Regions from separate parts of the Mus musculus genome. Here regions 2 and 3 are each linked to region 1. The links are chromatin contacts, called in public Hi-C and HiChIP or PLAC-seq maps. All regions are on one chromosome and are shown on one strand. The core of a region is the stretch at or near the end of the contact, and the rest is flanking DNA. Distances in the headings are between cores, read along the strand shown.

What was found. A called contact is a pair of places that touch in the nucleus more often than the background predicts. HiChIP or PLAC-seq counts read pairs in DNA pulled down with a chosen protein or histone mark.
Region 2: a contact with region 1 is called in a Hi-C map of muscle stem cells, with 1.8 times the contacts expected there. The contact joins the enhancer-like site here to the promoter of Gtf2a1 in region 1. A contact is called at or near these places in 2 of 39 promoter capture datasets (the HPC-7 cell line and macrophages), 1 of 15 datasets of contacts at CTCF or cohesin (the NIH/3T3 cell line), 6 of 484 Hi-C or Micro-C datasets (CD4 T cells, the G1E-ER4 cell line, the HPC-7 cell line and 3 more), 8 of 115 datasets of contacts at active chromatin or transcription factors (the SCID.adh cell line, bone marrow-derived macrophages, embryonic fibroblasts and 3 more) and 2 of 9 other capture datasets (adipose tissue and pancreatic islet).
Region 3: an H3K27ac HiChIP or PLAC-seq map of extraembryonic endoderm stem cells shows a contact between it and region 1. The contact joins the enhancer-like site here to the promoter of Gtf2a1 in region 1. A contact is called at or near these places in 3 of 39 promoter capture datasets (liver, macrophages and pre-B cells), 1 of 15 datasets of contacts at CTCF or cohesin (the NIH/3T3 cell line), 12 of 484 Hi-C or Micro-C datasets (embryonic fibroblasts, embryonic stem cells, granulosa cells and 6 more), 10 of 115 datasets of contacts at active chromatin or transcription factors (the SCID.adh cell line, bone marrow-derived dendritic cells, bone marrow-derived macrophages and 5 more) and 3 of 9 other capture datasets (adipose tissue, liver and pancreatic islet).

The regions. Positions count from the first base shown.
Region 1 is chr12:91,588,281-91,592,470 of GRCm38.p6, reverse strand. It overlaps Gtf2a1 (general transcription factor II A, 1), which reads left to right and starts at 2,822. Exons shown (of 9, transcript NM_031391.2): 1 at 2,822-2,936. The coding sequence starts at 2,907.
Region 2 is chr12:91,550,070-91,554,243 of GRCm38.p6, reverse strand. No RefSeq gene overlaps it. Among named protein-coding and RNA genes, the nearest start is that of Gm40541, 15 kb to the right of the region's middle. Within about 2 kb of position 2,098, at least 73 of the 459 cell types and tissues checked have an H3K27ac peak or open chromatin away from gene starts, as enhancers often do. A contact at or near this core is called in muscle stem cells, where this site is marked.
Region 3 is chr12:91,643,161-91,647,388 of GRCm38.p6, reverse strand. Ston2 (stonin 2) reads left to right here. Exons shown (of 7, transcript NM_175367.6): 5 at 1-157. Among named protein-coding and RNA genes, the nearest start is that of Gm16876, 37 kb to the left of the region's middle. Within about 2 kb of position 1,523, at least 32 of the 459 cell types and tissues checked have an H3K27ac peak or open chromatin away from gene starts, as enhancers often do. A contact at or near this core is called in bone marrow-derived dendritic cells, extraembryonic endoderm stem cells, granulosa cells and 2 more, where this site is marked.

The sequences.
Region 1 (4,190 bases), core at 1,573-4,072:
GAATTTTTATATAAGATCAGAAAATATCTGAAGCTGGTTGACATACACTCACTGTGACTACAGGGGTGCTACAGCTAATTGAAGAAGTAGAGACAATACACTGGAATGGAATCCTTGGTGGTTTCTTACAGGCACGTGGGCACTGAAAGGGGAAGAGGTTTGGGGAAACCCACTGTGTGTTAGGCATCATTGCAATCTAGACTGTATAGACATGGGAAGAGCCTCCAGTAGTCTGATTGTATTGTTTTTTTTTTTCTAGAAGTTTACTTGTATTTCTGTATATACATGTGTATTCCTGTACTTGTGTGCTCAGGTACTTGAGGAGCTGGAGCCGTGCTGCTTTCAGTCTCCTGATGTCCCCAGGAAGAGCACTTTTAACTGAGGAGCCATCTCTCTCTCTCTCTCTCTCTCTCTTTTTTTTTGTTTTTTCGAGACAGGGTTTCTCTGTGTAGCCCTGGCTGTCCTGGAACTCACTCTGTAGAACGAGGCTGGCTTCGAACTCAGAATTCCGCCTGCCTCTGCCTCCCAAGTGCTGGGATTAAAGGCGTGTGCCACCACGGCCGGCTTGCATGGAGTCTTAAAAAATCAGAGTGAGACTCACTGGGAATGGGCCTCCCGGTTTTTCATGATAACGGTAACCTTAATATTTAAAAAAAACCCAAAATGTTCAAAGTGTTGATTGGATCACAATTTCAAATACTTATGTCCTGTGAATTATTTTCTAGTGCTCCAGACCAGACACACCTTGCAGGGAACTGTTGAGCCACTATTTAGTGGCCAAATGTACTGTGGCACTTGCCTTTAATGCCAGCACTCAAAGAGCAGAGGAAGGTGGATCTCTGTGAGTTCAAGGCCAGCTAGGACTACAAGGATTCTGTGTAGTCCTGGAACTTGTAGACCCTGTCTCAAACAAACAAAAAAAGAGAAAAAGAAAAAAAAAAAAAAAGAAATTAAAGGAGAGAATGGAGCTAATGTTGAAGAAATCCTAGAGTCAAGTGTGGTGGCATGCCTTTGATCCCAGCACTGGGAAAGTAGAGGCAGGCAGTTCTCTGAGTTACAGGAAAGCCAGAGAAACCCTGAGGTGAAAAAAAAATTCTCTCAAGAGAAGGTTTATGTCCAGCTTCTTAGTATGCATGGTCCCAGTCTTCGCTAATCCCCTTCCCTGAGGTCATAGGAAACAATCTGTAGTCTTTCCATGCTCTTCTAGTCTTTGATATTTCACTTATCTGGCTTCACTGGCATAGAATGACATTGTCTGATTGCTTTTTGAACATAAAATGCCCACGTCCACATTACATTTTGTCCCCATATTCCTAGGACCAGGGAAAGTGGCAGTTGTTAAATTCTGCCTACCAAACAGGAATCTGTTCCGTAAAATATTGATACAAAGGCAGAATTTGCTTGCACGTCCCAGGTCAAACTCCCGATGAATTGCACTCCAAGATACCAACAGACTCTGCCTGATCTCTTGGGACAGGCCAGGCAAGTTGATGAGTCAACGGCATGGGTTTCAGATGTGGTTAGTCACTGTGTGCTGGCCAGTGTGCAAATCACAGCACTCTGGTAACATTAAAAACAGAGCAGTAATGTATGTCAGGGAGTCAAATATGTAGTAGTTGTATCCGAGTTCCTTTTCTTTTTTCGTCATTTCTACCACCCTAAGAAGTCATCTAAAGTACTTTTGAGTTGGTAGAGGCTGACTCTTTGGGGCATTTTAGCCAAACCACCTAATAGTTTAATTTTGTACAGACAAACGGCTGGAAACACCTACAGGCGTCCCTAATTCTGTAAAGTAGACAGAGGGAGAACAAAGCTTTCCTAGCCTTTGGACTTATACACAACTTCACGAGGTCTGTCCTTTGCAAGAGGCGCGAACTTCCTCCTCATCCGACCTAAGCTCACGAATCAAAAGATGACTCCGCATTTAAAAACTGTCCCAAGCCCCAGCGCGCGGGAGCCGGAAGCCGCGCCACGTGACCCGCCGTCCCTCCGCAGCCATCCTCCGGGGAAGCCTATCGCTTCGGCGGCTACTCCCACTCCTCCGCTCCACCGGAGCGGCTGCGCGTCCACCCGACGCAGCGCTAGGTACCCTTGATCGCTGGCTTCCCTCAATACCCCAGCCTCCTCCGGAGGACGCCTCCCGGTCCAACCGGTCGCCACCACCACCGCCACGGACCGCTTCCGCCAGGGTGCGGACCACGTGATCGCGCGAGCCATAGGGGGGTGGGGAAAAGGCCGCGGCGCGCGCCTTCTTTACTCCAGGCCCGCGGCCCCGCCCACCCGGCCACCCAGCCGGGGCGGGGGGGAGGGGGGGGAAAAGAAACCTGGCGACGCCCCGGGCGCGCGTGCGCACGCGGTTCTCGCGGTGTCTCGCGCTCGGCCCCGCCCCCCGCTGCCCCCGCCCTTTCCGCCCCTCCCTCCCTCCGCCCTGTCTCTCGGCGGCGGCGGCGGCGGCGGCTCGCGCAGCTCGTTGGCTCGCTATATAAAGGGGAGAAGCAGGCGGACCGGACGGCTGGAGCTGCAGCCGGTGGCGGCAGCGGTGGCGCGGGGAGCGGTGACCGGTGTTGGTTTCCCTCCTCGGCGCCGAGTGGGGAGCGGGTGACGCCCCCTAACCCCCTAAGGGGTCGTGGCTAATTTTTTCCCCCATTTTTTCTTTTTTCTTTAGGCGATTCTCGAGGTTTTTAGCTGCGGGAGGAGTGCCCCCCTCCTCCTGCTCTCCCGCCTCTTACTCCTTCTGGATCGGTTTTGTTGAGAGATTTTTTTTTTTTTGCCCCACTCTTGGCGGGTGACTTGGGTCACCCTCCGGGTCTCAGTTGTTTTTTTTTTTTTTTCTTTTTTTTTTTTTTTTTAAATTTTTTTTTCCTTTCTTTCTATCTCGTTCCCTCTTGTTTGTGTTGTGTGTGGAAATGGCGAACTCGGCAAACACAAACACCGTGGTAAGGACGTGGTGCGGTGGCCGGCGGGGGCTGCGAAGGTTCCGGCGGCAGGCAACGGCTGGCTGGGACGGACGGACGGACGGGCGGGCGGGCGGGGGCGGGCCCGGGCGAGGCGGCGCTCCCGACCGGGTCCCCTCCGCCCTCCACCGCCGCCGCTGCCCGCCGCGGGCCTGGCCGGGCGGGGGGGACGCCGAGGACTGGCGGGAGGAGGGCGGCGGGGGCCGGGAGCGCCGCGGGGCGGGCCACGCAGGCCGTTGGGGCCCTGGCTTGCCGACCCCGGGGCGCGGACGGGCGGGCGATGGCCCCACGCGGGGACCCGGACCCGGCCAGTCCCCGAGCGAGCGGCTGCGGGTCGAGCCCCGCGTCTGGGGAAGCCTCTCGGATACCGCCGAGGCCGGGCGTGCCTTCGGGGGCTCTCCGGAGGTGGTGCTTTGGGAGAGCCTCCTTTGGGGCCGATTTTACTAATCCTCCGAAAGGAAAGAAAGAAAGAAAAAAAAAAAGACAAAAAAATTATGAAGGTTGGAAAGCACTTATCTCGGTTCCTCCCCAGTGGGTAAAATGGCGAAGGGGAAGCAAAACCCCCGCGGTATCTTCGACTAGCCTAAGCACCAGAACAAACAAAGCCTACATGAATGGCCCAAGAGTCCCCGCTTTCGCCTCGAGATTTGCCTACTTCTTCCCGTTGCTCCCTTTTTTAAAAAGGAGCAAAAAAAAATTTTTTTTTGGTTACTTGCGATCACGTAGGTTTGCAAAAAGCAGTCACATAAAAATAACCTTTTAAAAGAGTCACCAACGCAATGTGATCACTAGGCCACCCCATCTCTTGATTTCTTTTTATGACAATAAAGCACAATATTTGTTTTTTTGTTTGTTTATTTTTAAAAAAAATTTTTTTTTTTCATTTTGCCCGGTCCCAAACGCCGCAGAGCAGCCTGCGGCTGCCCGACACTATACCGTTGGCGACTCGGGTCGATCCATCATGGCTGCGGCCGCTTACCCTGCTTTTCAGTGCCTGCGCCTTGTGGTCCTCCTCCCTTTGGCTGCCCTGTTTATATAGAGCCATTGCCGCTCTCTAATATAGACTCTGCCAGGATGGGAAGGTGCTTTTCAGGCCTACGTCACCGCCTCTCCATTTAAACACCAGATCCGGCTTTAAATAGTGAGAGCTGCTGAGCGCGGGGCTGGGAGGTGCGTGCTCCCGAGGCGAGAGGAGCCGGCGTGCGGAGCTCATTTTATTTCTAGGCTCCTTTCACG
Region 2 (4,174 bases), core at 849-3,348, 38 kb after region 1:
CCTAGTAGAAATGAGATAGCCCTTCTTTGACTCAGTTTATGGGAACAAACGCTTTCCATCTTAGGCTGTCCTGTTAGCATGAGGCTGTGGCCCTGCAGCCTGCTGGGTTTTCTTTTCTGTATTCTTCACTATCTTCATGTCTTTCAATAAACACGGGAGTAAATAAAAACGCCCAGTGTATATAGTTTAGCCATTTGCTTCACATGTCTGTCATCTAGAACCCAAACTGCCAGGATGACTCACAGAAGGCATTGGATGGCAGTCACAGAACAGAAGGAGAACAATGCCCACTGACAGGGTTCTAAGGTGTTGGTAATGAAACCATTTCTGTTGGGAGCCGCCCTCACATTTGCCATTATAAGATGGCGCTGACAGCTGTGTTCTAAGTGGTAAACATAATCTGCACACGTGCAGGGGCAGTTTTCCCGCCATGTGTTCTGCCTTTCTCGTGCTGACAACTGGGCCGATGGGCTGCAGCCAATCAGGGAGTAATACGTCCTAGGCGGAGGATAATTCTCCTTAAAAAGGGACGGGGTTTCGCCATTCTCTCTCTTGCTCTCTTGCTTTCTTGTTCTCTCTCTCTTGCTTTCTTGTTCTTGTTCCTTTTCTCTCTCTTGCTCTCTTGCTCTCTTGCTCTCTTGCACTCTTGCTCCTGAAGATGTAAGCAATAAAGTTTTGCCGCAGAAGATTCTGGTTTGCTGCGTTCTTCCTGGCCGGTCGCGAGAACGCGTGTAAGACATTTCTTTGTGGGAGTGACAGGGTGAGGATACCCCCCCCCCCATTGAAGTCATCACGACCCCTGCCTCGGCTGCAGGTCATCCTGCCACTAAGGTAGTCTTAGTGTAGGGGTGAGAACTTAGGGGAGGTTGAAGGTTAATTGGGTGTTGAGACTTCGGTGATGCAGCTGCCTGCCTGAGTGCTCTGTGCTTCTGTAAGGAAGCTGGTTGATTGGCGATGTCACCAAGCTGGACTTGGGCATAATTCCTCCTTTTGTCTACCTGGTTTCTATTGATTGAGGTGAGTAGATAATTTTTTAACTGTCTTGATAAGAGGGAAGATATTCTAAAGACGGATGTGTCTGCCTCCTCCTTTGGTTATCAGATTATTGAAGCAGTAGTCCTCCACAGAATTAGAATTTCCTTGAGCCCCCTGCTGGGAGAGAAAAAAGGCTGAATCTTGGTACCAGTGGGAGAGTGGGAGAGGGCTTGTCTCATGAAAAGAGATTTCAAAGTTGGAAAGGAGGCAGAGGCAGGCGGATTTCTGAGTTCGAGGCCAGCCTGGTCTATAGAGTGAGTTCCAGGAAAGCCAGGGCTACCAGAGAAACCCTGTCTCGAAAAACCAAAAAAAATAAAAATATAAATAAATAAAATGAAATTAAAGGAAAAGGGGTTTTTGGGTGAGGGAAGTATTTATTTTGTTTTCCCAAAGGGAAGATACTGTGTTGAGTTCACATAAAACTTATTATACTTTTTTAAAATGTTTTTTTATGTTATTTATATGATTGCAGATGAATCAAAGAACGTAGATTTGTCTATGTTCAACTAATATTTGAGCGTGTCCTGTTGCAATTAAAGTGGCCCGGTCGTAAAGCAGTGTGTAGCACATTTTTAGGTTAGTGCTACGTTCTGAAAGTCTTGTGTCTCTTCTCAAATTCATATATTGAAATCCCAGTCCTCACAGCAATCACATGTGAAGTTGGGACTCTGAGATAAAGACACCAGGTTCCTGATAACTCCAGGATGAGTGCGAGGCTACATGGTACTCCACAGTTAGCTAACCTCTCTTGTGTGAGATGGAAGCCAAGCACGGTCTCTTGAAAGATGCTGGGCGTGCCAGGATCTTACACGGGCGTCCCGGCTTCCAGAACAGTGACGATTGGTTACTTGTTTGTTAGTCTTCCAGTTCATATTATCTTGTGATTAAACAGCTCTAACAAACGAAGATAAACACCCCAGTCTTCAAAGTCAAATATGTGTGCGTGTGGGCGCTCCTGCTGCCTGGATTGCTGCCAAGGCAAGCTGTGAAATCCTGTCTCACTTGGCATGTGTAGCAGCAGGGCTGTGCAGGGGTGCGGGGCGTGGTCTGTCTTGTGAGCAGACAAGGGGAGGATAGTGTATTCGGAGCACGATAAAAGGGCCGGTTAAACTCTGTGTGCTTTTTATTATTCACGCCTATGAATAACTCTAAATAAGAAATAATTACTTGTTCCCACTGGTTTAGTCGCAGTGTAATAGAGCAATTTGGCAGCTTCAGCGTGCTAGGCTCAGCCACCTGGCCTAGTACCCCAATTAATAACCAGCCATGGTAAAAAGCAGTGCATGGCGGTGTTGGGAAGACAAATGCAGAGATCCAGTGATTGCCCTGACATGAGCCTTCTATTTAAATAGAGAACTGAGGCAAGGGGTGAAAGTTTTGTGTGTGTGTGTGTGTGGGGGGGGTTGGTCAAGGTGTGTTCTGGTTGTCATCCTGGCACTTACCAGGCGATTGGAAGCTGAATGCTGTCTCTGCTACGTGCCAGTCTGGTTCCCAACAAGGTAATGCTCCTGCTCCAGGGTGTGGCTTCTTCAGCACAGTCTTCAGCATTCTCGGCTTCGAGGTGGATAGTACTGAAGGGTTACCGTTTCTAGAATCCAAGGTGTCCGCAGATTTAGAACCGGGGAAGATGGGTTAGGTTGATTGATAGTCCCTAGTGATTGTCATGGCAATGTGAAATGCAGGAGACTGACTCCCAGAACAACAGACATAGGGGTGTGTGTGTGTGTGTAGAGAGAGAGACAGAGAGACAGACAGAGAGAGAAAGATTGAAAGAGAGAGAGAGTTTTCAAGTAGTTCAGGCTGGCCTCAAACTTGCTACATAGCCAAGGATAACCCTGAACTTCTGATCCTCCTGCCTTTACCTCTCAAGGGATTAAAGATGTGTAGCATCATATCTGGTTTTGTGGTGTTAGGGCACAGACCCTGAGCCTTGTGCATGCTAGGCAGACACTACCAACTGAACTCTCTAGAGCCAGCACCTTCTACTGCTTTCTCATTACCTCTTGGGCTCAAGCGAGGAGTCGGTGCTTTTAGATAAAGCAGCTCCTAAGTGCTTGTTGCAAGAGTGCTGAGGGCTTAGATAGTTTTTAATGTGTTAAGCCAACATAAAATAGTTATCCTAACCAGTTTTATATATTCAACTCAGTGATGTTCAATGCATCAGTGATGAGTTTTAATCTTCCTTATGTTGCCTGTTTTTTTTTTTTATCTTTTTTTAAAAAAATTTTATTAGGTGTTTTCCTCATTTACATTTCCAATGCTACCCCAAAAGTCCCCCATACCCACCACCCCCCCCCCCCACTCCCCTACCCACCCACTCCCCCTTTTTGGCCCTGGTGTTCCCTTGTACTGGGGCATACAAAGTTTGCAAGTCCAATGGGCCTCTCTTTCCAGTGATGGCCGACTAGGCCATCTTTTGATACATATGCAGCTAGAGTCAAGAGCTCCGGGGTACTGGTTAGTTCATAATGTTGTTCCACCTATAGGGTTGCAGTTCCCTTTAGCTCCTTGGGTACTTTCTCTAGCTCCTCCATTGGGGGCCCTGTGATCCATCCAATAGCTGACTGTGAGCATCCACTTCTGTGTTTGCTAGGCCCCGGCAGTCTCACAAGAGACAGCTATATCTGGGTCCTTTCAGCAAAATCTTGCTAGTGTATGCAATGGTGTGCCTGTTTTCTTATGTTTATATAAATGATTAGGCAATCCCCCAAAGAGAGGTAGTGTGTGAGCCCATGTGAATCTAAAGTAGTGAAGTTCTTAGAAATAATGGAATGGCAGACACCAAGAGCTGGGGAGTGAAGAAATGCTTAATATATATATGGTTTCAGCTTTGCAAAGTGAAAAAAATGCTTTGGAGGTAGTTTTGAAACCATATGAATATATTTAATACTGGGTAGCACATTTTAAAATAATGAAGGTAGTAACTTAAGTCACTTAAACATTTTTTTAAATGTGCATGGTGTTTTGTCTGCATGAATGTCTGTGCACCACATATGCACAGTGCTCAGAAAGGCCAGAGAGGATGTTGAGTGTCCTAGAACTAGAGTTACAGAAGGTTATGAGCCATCTGTGGGTGCTGGGAATCAAACCTAGGTCCTGTACAAGAGAAATAAGTGTTCTTTATCCCCCCCATGCACCC
Region 3 (4,228 bases), core at 274-2,773, 56 kb before region 1:
TCTTTGAAAGCCAAAGTGAACCGGGGGGCAAGTTTTGGTTCTGCCGGTGCCTCTGGCTCCGAGCCCGTCATGAGAGTAACTCTGGGAACGGCCAAGTATGAGCACGCCTTCAACTCCATTGTGTGGAGGATAAACCGGCTGCCAGACAAGAACTCAGGTAGGTAGGGATTCTCATCTCTGGATACAACCACTGAGACTGCTTAGGAGGTGGAGTCAACCTCCTATAGACTAATAGGCCTGTGTGTAGCATTTAGTTAGAATGTATGGTGGTGGTAATAGGGAGGGGAGAAAAGGAGACTAGAAAGGTCCATGTATAGTTATAACCATGACCTAGTATATGTCTTCTGTTTCCAGCCTTACCATTCTCATCTCCCATAAAATATATTTATTATACTACTCAGCAGGGCAGCTAAATAACTGTCCAGGGTAGCCTCTGAACTGCGGGCACGTGTTCCGTGTTCTTGTGTGGTGTGTGTGTGCAAATGCACGTGTGCATATGTGTGGAGGCTGGAGACTGTCATCAGATGCCATTCCTAGGGTGCTAGCCACCCTGTTTGTGAAAAAGATTCTCTCACTGGCCTGGACTCAGTTTACCAGTTTGGCTCAATTGGCCGCCCAGTAAGCCAAGTGATCCACCTGTCTTTGTTCCTCCTCCTGATGGTTTGTGTGTTTTGTTGTTTTAGTTATTTTACTATTTTATGTATGGGCTTTGGGGCTGCATGCATGTCTGTGCACCCGTGCATGCGCATGCATTGCCTGCAGCAGCCAGAAGAAGGTGTCAGATCCCAAGGAACTGAAATTACAGAGGCGTGTGGCTCACCGTGCAAGTGGTAGCAATAAAACCCTGGTTCTCTGCAAGAGCAGCCAGGGCACTCAGCCTCTGAGCCGCGTCTCCAGCCCAGCCCCAGCTCTGGGATTATCTGCAGGCAACACCACCCCTGGCTCTTTCACCTGACATCACCTTCAGGTTCTTGTGAAAGCATTTTTACTTGTTCAAGCTCTGTTGAAGTTTTGTTCTTCTGGAACTCTAAATTAAAATATTAGCTGAGGTACTAGAGGCAATTCCTTCCGAGATCGCAGAGCGTGTGCGTTCTGAAGAGGAACCTTCCCAACGACCCCCAGTCATATGCTCAGGGTACGTGAGAACTGAGCCTTCCGCAACCAGCTACTGTCGGTCATAATATCTCAGACCCAGAGTTTGGTTTTGGGACTCATGATGGAAAAGAGATTAAATAGCCAGGGTATCAAGATCCAAAGGGCTGGCGTTCCAGCAGACAGAAAGTAAAGCAAGGAGTAAGAAAGTAAACCAACTTCCCAGCCTAGCTGTCCTGCTCCCAGCCAGAGGCTGGGCTACTGTGTCTGAGGGAGTTACTAGCAAGACTTCTTGACTGACAAAACAAGGCAGCAGTAACAGCTTTATTTTTGGAGTATGTCAAAGTGACCTCAGTGGCCCGCAACAAGCCCTTAAACCACTCCTCTTGTCTGCAATAAGCCATGCCCATCTGTTAAGGAAAGTGGATTAGCTAGTCAGAGGAGAAGGAGGAGGGAAAAAAAAAATACTGGCTTGAAACTGCCCATGCCTTCTCACACTACCTCTGCTAAACTATTGCTGTGTGTTCAGGGTGTTGTGCTACAAGTGTGGATTGGTTGTATTATCATATCTTAAATGGAATTTGATGAGATAGCAAGAGTCTATTCAACTCCCAAGGCTGCCCAGAAAGTAGGCAACCTCCACCCACTCACCACCCACCCGGCAACCCGGCCTTCTGTGTCAGACACTGGGTGTGGCAGTACAAACTGAAGAGACAGTCAGACCTCTGTGCTGAAGGCTGGGGCGGCCACCCTGGGTTTTCAAACAGTATTCTGCCCTGTACTCGCTTCCTCCTTTCTCCCCTGCTCAGCACTGGGCTCTCCTGGTGCTTAGGTACTTGCTGGCTCGGCCACTGGGGCCCATCTCACTTGACATTGGAAATGAGAAGCCCTGAATTCTCCTGTGGCACAAAAGCCCTGGGGAAGAGACCAAGGTGAGAGGACCGGGCTCTCAAGCTGGGACCTCAGATGAGAGGCTGAGATCTGACGGATGACACTACTCACCTGAAGTCACAAAAGCACATACAAGGGTCTCTCTCTCTCTTTTTTTTTAAGATTTATTTTATTTATATGAGTATACTGTAGCTGTTTCCAGACAGACCAGAAGAGGGCATTAGATCCCTTTACACATGAACTACCATGTGGGTGCTGGGATTTGAACTCAGGACCTTTGGAAAAACAGTCAGTGCTCTCAACCACTGAGCCATCTCTCCAGTCTCCCAAGGGTTTTTGGTTTTTTGGTTTTTGGTTTTTTCAAAACAGGGTTTCTCTGTGTATCCCTGGCTGTCCTGGAACTCACTCTGTAGACCAAGCTGGCCTCGAACTTAGAAATCCACCTGCCTCTGCTTCCCAAGTGCTGGGATTAAAGGCGTGTGCCACCACTGCCCAGCCAAGGGTCTCTTCTTTTTTATTTATTTATTTTTTTATTTGGTATTTTCTTCATTTATATTTCCAATACCACAGGTCCTCTTTATAGATGAAGCCAAATAAATACACACCTCAAATAATCTGCACCCTGGAAACAAAGATTTGTAGCTTCCCAATGTGTGCAAATAATGTCAAAGTGACTTAAAATACTCAAAAGCACCATGTGGAGAATTTTAGTTTTATGCAACAAAGGCTGACCTTAAATGCAGTTGGAGTAGAGGTCTTCAGGATGAGTAGGTCATTGAACTAAGGAAAGGTTAAAGTCAGACATCAGAAAAGATAGCTCCGAAACAGCGCTAGTCACAGAAACTACCAGTCATCTCCTCGGTACAGCCATGGAGACAATTTTTTTGTCATCATTTTTGGTCCTTGGGCCACTTGGCTCAAGTTGACAAGTGACCTGAGCAATCAAGATGGCAGACAGTGCCAGAGAGGATTATTGTCCTAAAGGAGAGAGAAGAAAGGATTGCTAACCAAAAGAAACGGACTATGAATAGAGGGTAGGGAGACAGCAAACAGATATTCAGCAAATGCTTCTGTAGTGCTTCCCGACAGAGAGTGCTCCATAGACTGAGGCCAAGGGAGTGGCTGATTGGGAGTCACACCCACTATTACTTTACTACCATCGTTATGCAGGGGTCGAGACAGGGCTTCTCTGTGCAGCCCTGGTACTCTGTAGAGCAGGCTGGCTTCGAACTCAAATCCCCCTGTCTCTGCCTCTCAAGTGCTGGCATTAAAGACATGCCAGCTGTTAATTTCTCGCTGGGACTAACAGAGTGTGACACTACTGCCTAGTGACGTCAGCCTGAATGTTAATGCTGAATTTCATCAAGAAAGACCTGTTAACATATAGATATGCTTATCTTTATAACCATGAATTGAACCATTCGAGTTTTAAAATGGTTTTGCCCTAACTGTCCACCACACTTACACATTCGATAGCCAAAGCTAGGAATCCAAGAGAAGATTCGACTTTCAGAGTTCCTATGAGTATTCTCTGAGACAATCAGAGAAGGAAGTCACCTTTTAAAAAGAGAAACCACTGGGTGGTGGTGGCACACACCTTTAATCTCAGCACTCGGGAGGCAGAGGCAGATGGATTTCTGAGTTCAAGGCCAGCCTGGTTTACAAAGTGAGTTCCAGGATAGCCAGGGCTACACAGAGAAACCCTATCTTGAAAAACCAAAAAAAAAAAAAAAAAAGAGAGAGAGACAGAGAGAAACCATTTCTCAATATTCCAGAAATGTCCATGAATGCTAATTAGAAAGAAACAAATATTCAGGTCCCTATCTGAGTTAAGAGGCCTTCCACACCGTAGTGAACAGCTTCCGAGGCAGCGCACCGAGTATGCAGGACCTGGTTTGACGTTGGTGAGATCTGAATTGTATTCTTGGTGCTGCTGCTTAATGGTGGTGTGCCCTCATGCAATTGACCTAGCCTTGTCAGAGAGATCTAATTTTTCTCATTTACGAGATAGGGTTATTAGTACCTAGCTCATTCAGAGTGAAATTGGGGAATGCTTTTCAGTGTGAAGCACAGTTTTCATAGAGATGACAAATGACAGCTCTGTAATTAGTCCGTGGCACCCAAAACAATAGATTGAACAGATGTGTTTTCAGATACCATCAAGTTCTGATTAATTTATGTGTGTGTGTGTGTGTGTGTGTGTGTGTGTGTGTGTGTGTATTAGTTTCTGTTCCTTTCCTAAAAG